Regions from separate parts of the Sus scrofa genome. Here region 1 is linked to region 2. A link is a contact called in public Hi-C data. All regions are on one chromosome and are shown on one strand. The core of a region is the stretch at or near the end of the contact, and the rest is flanking DNA. Distances in the headings are between cores, read along the strand shown.

The links. Hi-C and Micro-C count contacts between places; a contact is called where the count stands out from the background.
Region 1: a contact with region 2 is called in a Hi-C map of subcutaneous adipose tissue, with 2.0 times the contacts expected there. The contact joins two enhancer-like sites. A contact is called at or near these places in 9 of 47 Hi-C or Micro-C datasets (alveolar macrophages, embryonic fibroblasts, epiblast stem cells and 6 more) and 1 of 2 datasets of contacts at active chromatin or transcription factors (alveolar macrophages).

What each region holds. Positions count from the first base shown.
Region 1 is chr16:52,089,601-52,093,133 of Sscrofa11.1, forward strand. It overlaps STK10 (serine/threonine-protein kinase 10), which reads left to right. Exons shown (of 19, transcript XM_021077114.1): 5 at 864-936; 6 at 1,920-2,114; 7 at 2,715-2,796. Among named protein-coding and RNA genes, the nearest start is that of STK10, 88 kb to the left of the region's middle. Within about 2 kb of position 1,706, at least 24 of the 83 cell types and tissues checked have an H3K27ac peak or open chromatin away from gene starts, as enhancers often do. A contact at or near this core is called in subcutaneous adipose tissue, where this site is marked.
Region 2 is chr16:51,823,749-51,827,452 of Sscrofa11.1, forward strand. The region is part of intron 7 of SH3PXD2B (SH3 and PX domain-containing protein 2B); the gene reads left to right. Among named protein-coding and RNA genes, the nearest start is that of UBTD2, 82 kb to the right of the region's middle. Within about 2 kb of position 2,078, at least 32 of the 83 cell types and tissues checked have an H3K27ac peak or open chromatin away from gene starts, as enhancers often do. A contact at or near this core is called in subcutaneous adipose tissue, where this site is marked.

The DNA of each region.
Region 1 (3,533 bases), core at 456-2,955, 270 kb after region 2:
GGTTCCTAGTTGGATTTGTTTCTGTTGCACCACGACGGGAACTCCAATTATGGTCATTTAAATTTGTCTTTATTGTAATGGCATTTCAATGAACAACTTTATACATACATACATATATATAAATTATTATATATATAATTCTCATACATTACACACACACACACACACATACACACACATACACATATATTTTTGCCATGCCTGTGGCATGCAGAAGTACCCAGGCCAGGGATCAAACCTGAGCCACAGCAGTGATGACAAATCCTTAACTTCCAGGCTGCCAGGGAATTCAGTGCATATTTTTTTTAATATATATTTAAGATTATTTCATTAAGGCCGATTCCTAGATTTAGGTATTTTTACGGTTCTTACTTTTTCTCACCAAGCTGCTTTTCTTGGCTCTTCACTTTATATTCTCATTAGCAAATAGGAAAGTGCATGTCTGAATACACTCTTAAAGTGGTGAATATATATATATTTTTTTGTCTGTACCCACAGCATATGGAGGTTCCCAGGTAGGGGTCAAATTGGAGCTGCAGCTGCTGGCCTACACTACAGCCACAGCAACTTGGGATCCGAGCTGAGTCTGTGACCCACACCACAGCTCCCAGCAACGCTGGATCTTTAACCCACTGAGCGAGGCCAGGGATCGAACCCGCATCCTCATGGATGCTAGTGGGGTTCATTAACCGCTGAGCCATGACGGGAACTCCGGTAAATATTATTTTTTAATGATCAGTAATTGCTAAGTAGAAAATGGTATCTGGTAGTTGATTTGAAACCTGAACCTCTGAGTCCACACCCCGGGGCTGTGGGTGGAGGAATGTCCATCGAATACTCTATCTGAGATTCCTGTCTTGCAGCTGACTTTGGTGTGTCTGCCAAGAATCTGAAAACTCTGCAGAAACGAGATTCCTTCATAGGAACGCCTTACTGGTGAGTCGTGGAGCTTCTGGGAATGGAATGGTGGCCAGAACTTCCACCTCCAACTCCCCACGGTGACCTCTGGCTGGTCTGGAGGACAGAGGACAGGAGGCAGGGGCTTCCGTGTCAGCCCGCTGGGTCTGAGTCCAGAGGCCCCTTGACTAGTTGCTGAGACCTCGGCCCCCTTGCTCAGCCTGGGCTTGTGTGCCTCAGTTTATTCATCTGTAAAATCCAGGGTACAGTTGCGCTCACATGGTGGATTATTGTGAGGCTTCAATGGGCTGATGCATATAGAAAATGCCCCATTAATAACGACTGAGCTCACACCTCCAAAAAAGCGTTCTTGATTAATTCATGGGTTGTGTGCCAGGCACGGAGCTGGGGCTGTGAAAATGAACAGTCCAAGTTCAGCTCCTACCCTCTTGGGAGGTCTTCCCAGACTTCTTCAGTCCGTTGTGTTTTCTTCTTTTCCAAAACTATTACTTTTTTTTTTTTTTTAAACCTCTTTCAGTTTCATATCTATCTACTTTCTGTTTTTCATCTGCACTAATTATTTCCCATTGTGGAGTTAGTCTCTTTTCTTGCTTGCTTATCGCTTACTCTTTCTTTCTCTCTCTGCCCTTTTTATTCCTCTTTGTCCCCATCTCTCCCATCCCTTCTCTGTGCTGTCGTATTCTCTCCCCCTCCCCTTTTTCGGGGGTCCCTTCCCCACGGCCCCCACCCACCCCTTCCTTCCCCAGGACCCTGTGTTCTGGATTGTTGCTGCCATCTTGTGGTAGGAATCAGGAACTGCCGCAAAACCTGACTGCGGAGCCGCTTGGAAGACCTGTGAGAACCATCCTAAGGAAGACAGTGGAATGGAAAGGAATGCAAATCATGATTTGAGAGGCTGCCAACAGCCTGATGTTGGCTTGTGCTGCTCCTTGACCCCACGTCTCCAAGAAGCGCCTGTGCAGGCCAGGGTCTGAGCCTCTGTTGTCCCTTGGTTGGTTCAGGATGGCCCCTGAAGTGGTGATGTGTGAGACCATGAAGGACACCCCGTATGACTACAAAGCCGACATCTGGTCCCTGGGCATCACTCTGATCGAGATGGCCCAGATCGAGCCCCCGCACCACGAGCTCAACCCCATGCGGGTCCTGCTCAAGATCGCCAAGTCGGACCCTCCCACGCTGCTCACACCGTCTAAATGGTAGGCAGCCAGGGGCCTGCCTGACGGTGTTTGCTGGACGACCAGTGGACCCGGGACAGGGGATGGGCAGGGTGGGGGGAGGTCGGGGGCAGGGCTCTGCTGTCACTGCTGGGCCCCGCGTTTGGGACGTGGCTGGGTCTGGGGGCCTGTAGGCCTTTTTGAGTCCCCTGGGCCCCTGTGGCTTTTTTGTTCCTCTGTGCTCTGGACATTGGCTTTCCACCAGAGTGGACCAGATAACCCAAAGAAGCCGGATCCCACTGCAGGAATAAGAGCCCGCACAAACCCTGGCATCCACATGGCACAAAACCCTGGACTGGGACTGGGGGCTTGAACCCCTGCACGGCCATGTTTCCCTGAGTGGCTTTGGCGAGTCCCTGCTCCTATGATTTCCATGTCCCTCTTTCAGTGATGTCCCTGACGAGAAGGGTGTCTTGACGGCCCCGACGCCTCTGCCTTTAGCAGATCGAGGCACCCTTTTGTCCTTTGAGGGGCGTGTTTGGGAAGCACGTGACTCCCGGAAGAGTGGTGTCTGTGATGTGGGGAGTTTTCTCGGCTCTTGCCCACTCCCAGCTTACCGCCGCCATCTGTCTGTCCTCCCAGGTCTGTGGAGTTCCGAGACTTCCTGAAGACGGCTCTGGATAAGAACCCAGAGACCCGGCCCAGCGCCGCACAGCTTTTGGAGGTGAGTGGTCCCCTTTCCCGGTGGCTGCCTGCCCTTCCTGTGAACACATCACCTGGGACCTGGAAGCTGGATGCGTCTTCCCCCAGCCCAGGCGGCATCGTGCACAGCTGTTCACTCATCCGCTGATGTTTCCTGTGCCAGCCCGGGTGTGGGGAGGGCCGTGGTGAAGGGAGCTCCCACAGCCCTGTCCTCGTGGAGCTTCCATTCCAGTGGGGGAGACAGACGGCAGACAAGCAGACAGGGCACGTGGCAGGAGGGCTGTAGGGCTTGGAGCAAAAGAGGCATGGCGGATGGGGGCCTGGAAGGGCTTGCTCTCCTGTAAAGGGTGGGCGCAGAGGGCTCTGTGTGCGCAGACACCTGGAGGAAGTGAGGCGCAAGACAAGTGGTACTTGAGAGCCCGGGCAGAGGTCTTCAGCAGGAGTTCTACTGGTGCGAGTCGGGAGAGCCAGGAGGCCGAGGCGCAGGGGCCGGGGCGAGGAGCGGGTTCGGAGATGAGATCGGAGCGGTACAGGGTCTGTCCACCCCCAGGTTACGTGATCCCCTAAGAGGACACGCGGGATGCAGCACAGCGTCATACCCACCACTGCGACTTAGCCCCGCAGAAGGAAGCGGAGAAAAAGGCACCTGGGGAACCCCGGGCAGGCGCTTCCGGTGGGGTTTCATGGGAGGTGCTGAGCTCCCCCAGCCATGTGTTGGGGTGACGTCTGGGCAGCACGGTGGAGAACTCAATGACCAGG
Region 2 (3,704 bases), core at 828-3,327:
CACTTGGGAATGCAGAAACTGCAGCAGCCAGCCCAGGCGGGTCCGTTTCCATGGCTCCAGCTGATGGCCCGCTAGAGAGCTGGCCCTGTTTGATCACAGTGCTCGAGGGCCCCACTTGGTCACGGCTCAGCAGCATCCTGTTGGGTCAGATGTTCCCGACGCGTTCTGAGGTTCATGTTTTATGAACATTCCTTCCTGTTTCAAAGCACCTGCACCTGGAGGCATGGAGCCTAGCCCTCCACTGCAAGTTTGCCATGTGGATGGGCCTTTGGCTGCCATGGAAATCTTTTTTTTTTTTTTTTTTTTGTCTTTTTAGGGCCCCACTCGCAGCATATGGAGGTTCCCAGGCTAGGGGTCAAATCGGAGCTGTAAACGCCGGCCTACGCCAAGGCCACAGCAACACAGGATCCGAGCCGCTTCTGCAACCTACACCACAGCTCACGGCAACGCCGGGTTGTTAACCCACTGAGCAAGGGCAGGGACCGAACCTGCAACCTCATGGTTCCTAGTCGGATTCGTTAACCACTGCGCCACGACGGGAACTCCCCTGCCATGGAAATCTTCATGAAGGCCCTGTCCGCTGGGGGTTCTGGTGGGATGGACCTACTGTCCCAGCCCACTAGCTGTCGCAGGGACCACTGGCACAAACAGGCAGACCTCAGAGACATGGCGGGTTGGGTTCCAGACCACTGCAGTAAAGAAAGTCACACCCACTTTTTGGTTTCCCAGTGGAAACAAAAGTTATATGTACACTCTGCTGTAGGCTTTCAAGTGTGCAATACCCTCATGTCTAAAAAAAAACCATGTACATACCTTAATTAAAAAAATACCGGTGTTCCTGTCGTGGTGCAGCGGAAACGAATCCAACTAGGAACCATGAGGTTGCGGGTTCAATCCCTGGCCTTGCTCAGGGTTAAGGATCCAGCGTTGCCGTGAGCTGTGGTGTAGGTCACAGACGCAGCTTGGATTCCACATTGCTGTGGTGTAGGCCAGCAGCTGCAACTCCAGTTAGACCCCTAGTTTAGGAACCTCCATATGCCATGGGTGCGGCTCTAAAAAGACCAAAAAAAAAAAACAACAAAAAACCCCACAAACTTTATTGCTGAAGAATGCTAGCAGCCTTCAGCAAGTAATAATCTTTTTGTAATAGTAACATCAAAAATCCCCGTAACAGAAGTTTCCTATAGTGGCTCAGTGGGTTAAGAACCCAACGAGTATCCATGAGGATGCGGGTTCCATCCTGGCTTCGCTCAGTGGGTTAAGGATCTGGCGTTGCCGTGGCTCTGGCGTAGGCCTCAGCTGCAGCTCCAATTCAACCCCTAGCCCAGGAACTTCCATATATTACAGGCGCAGTCATAAAAAGGAAAAAAAAAAAAAATCACTGTAACAGATAGAAAAATAATGAAAAGATTTGGAATATTGGGACAACGTGCGACAGAGACACAAAGTGAGCAGAGGCTGTAGGGAAAATGGCACCAATAGACTTACTCGATGCAGCGCTGCCGCAAACCTTGTGATGTGCAATAAAGCGAGGTCTGCCTGTCCACTGGCCGGGACAGAATGTGACATGTTTGTGACACTTAGCCTGGTTCCATCTGAACGCCACATCTCACAGGCATCTAGGTTGCTTCATCAAGGCTGGTGCCTCAAGGATTAAAGGAGGCAATACCCAGAGCGGGCCTGAACCTGTGCTTGGCCCACAGGGAATGCTCAAAAGTGTGAGTTTTCTTCCCTTTTGCCTCTTGAGCCAAAATAGGGCATTGGCACCACCGAAGACAGAGCAAGGAACAGGGCATGAGCAGACCCTCTCCAGGAAAAAGTGGCACAAACCCACTGACTTTGTTGTGGCTAAAATGTGACCCTAGCTAGTAATATTAGTGGGCCAATCTCTGTGATACCCCCATGGCTAGTTAAGGTCCAGCAAATTGGGGAAAGACTGTTTCCAGCAACTCTGAATCATGTTCCCGGTAGTCATGAGATCAGCATTAGCCAACCAACCCCCCCCCCCCACCGATTACTCAATGTAGCCATTGTCATCCTGCTTCACAGCTGAAAACACCGAGACTCCAAGTGACTCGGTCACTCCCCCAAGATCTCGTGACAGGTTACCCAGCTGGAATTCCAGACCGATTCCAGCTGGCCCTCAGGCCGTGTGACGTTCTGTTTCCTAGAAATGAGGACAGGCGGATTGTGGGTGTGGCTGGGATGCTCTATGGGGACTAAGAAGGGCTCCCCCACTCCCCACCCACACCCCCTCACCCCTCCCGCCCCTGCATGTTTGAGTGACACCAGGAAAAGCACAGTTGCTTGGGAGAAGCCAGGATGGGTGTGGGGACAAGTCTGGCGTGTCCAGAAGCAGCAGGGAAAAAAGCGCAGATGCTGGCATCTTCAACGGGCCAACGCACTGGCAACATTTATGTGTATTTTTTCCTATTCTGTCTTTTGTGTTCATATTATCAAGTAAAGAAATTAGGCGTGCATGGGTATTTGTGAGTGTGAATGTGTGCGTGTGTTCGTGTGTATTCTGCAGGTAATACTAGATAACACTACAAGTGGCCCCAGTAGCCAAGACATTTCTAGAGCAAGGGAACAGGCAACATTTATTTTTGATGACATTTTACTTACCCAGGTAATATCTGAACACATTCTTACAACTTTAATGATAAAGTTAAAATCTATTTTCATCCTTAGCCTGCGTTCCAAACCCAGATCGCCCTTCGATCGGTTTGGAGTGAATGCTTCTTGACAGTTGTAACACACACAGCTGTTTAAGTGTCTGTATAGATATGTGTGTACAGAGATTTATATGTACGTACACAGTGTGTACATATGCGTGTGTACATATATGTATGCACGTGTGTACACACATAATCATACATACACATCGTGTTTCATGCTTGTATGTATCATATTGTAGTTTTTTTAAACCCCATTGGTCTATCATGCTATACATTTTTTTTTTTTGGTCTTTTTTTAGGGTGGCCCCCATGGCACATGGAGGTTCCCAGGCTAGGGGTCGAATCAGAGTTGTAGCTGCCGGCCTACGCCAGAGCTACAGCAATGCCAGATCTGAGCCATGTCTTCGACCTACACCACAGCAACGCCAGATCCTTAACCCACTGGGCAAGGCCAGGGATCGAACCTGTGTCTTCATGGATGCTGGTCAGATTCATTTCGGCTGTGCCACGACGGCAACTCCTTTTTTTTTTTGTTTTTGTTTTTGTTTTTGTCATGCTATATATTTTTATCTGCAGCATGACTTTTTAAGTCAACATTTAGCTCTTCTTAATCTTTTAACATCTGCATTCTCTTTGACCGGAATCAGCCATGTTTTCCTCGAGTAAGAACAGTACCTCTTTGGACACGTGGGTGAGTGTTTCTTTAGGTTGGACACCAGCGGTGGGCCTGCCGCACTGTAGGCTACAGGTACTTTCAACTTTAAGATACTGCCAAGTTACCTGCTTCTGTGGCCGTACCAATTTATTTTCCCTCCAGCAATGCAGGCATTAGTACCCATAGTAAAGAGCTGAGACCGTGAAGCCAGGAGGCCTGGGTCCGAATGCCGGCTCTGCCACTGTCTTGGTGACCTTGGTCAAGTCACTGCCCCTCTCTGAGCTTGGCTTCCCCATCTGTAAAATGGAGCAGTGATGGAACGCAGCTCACAGGCTGCTGTGAGGACCTGGCCCGTCGGTCGTAGGTGTGAG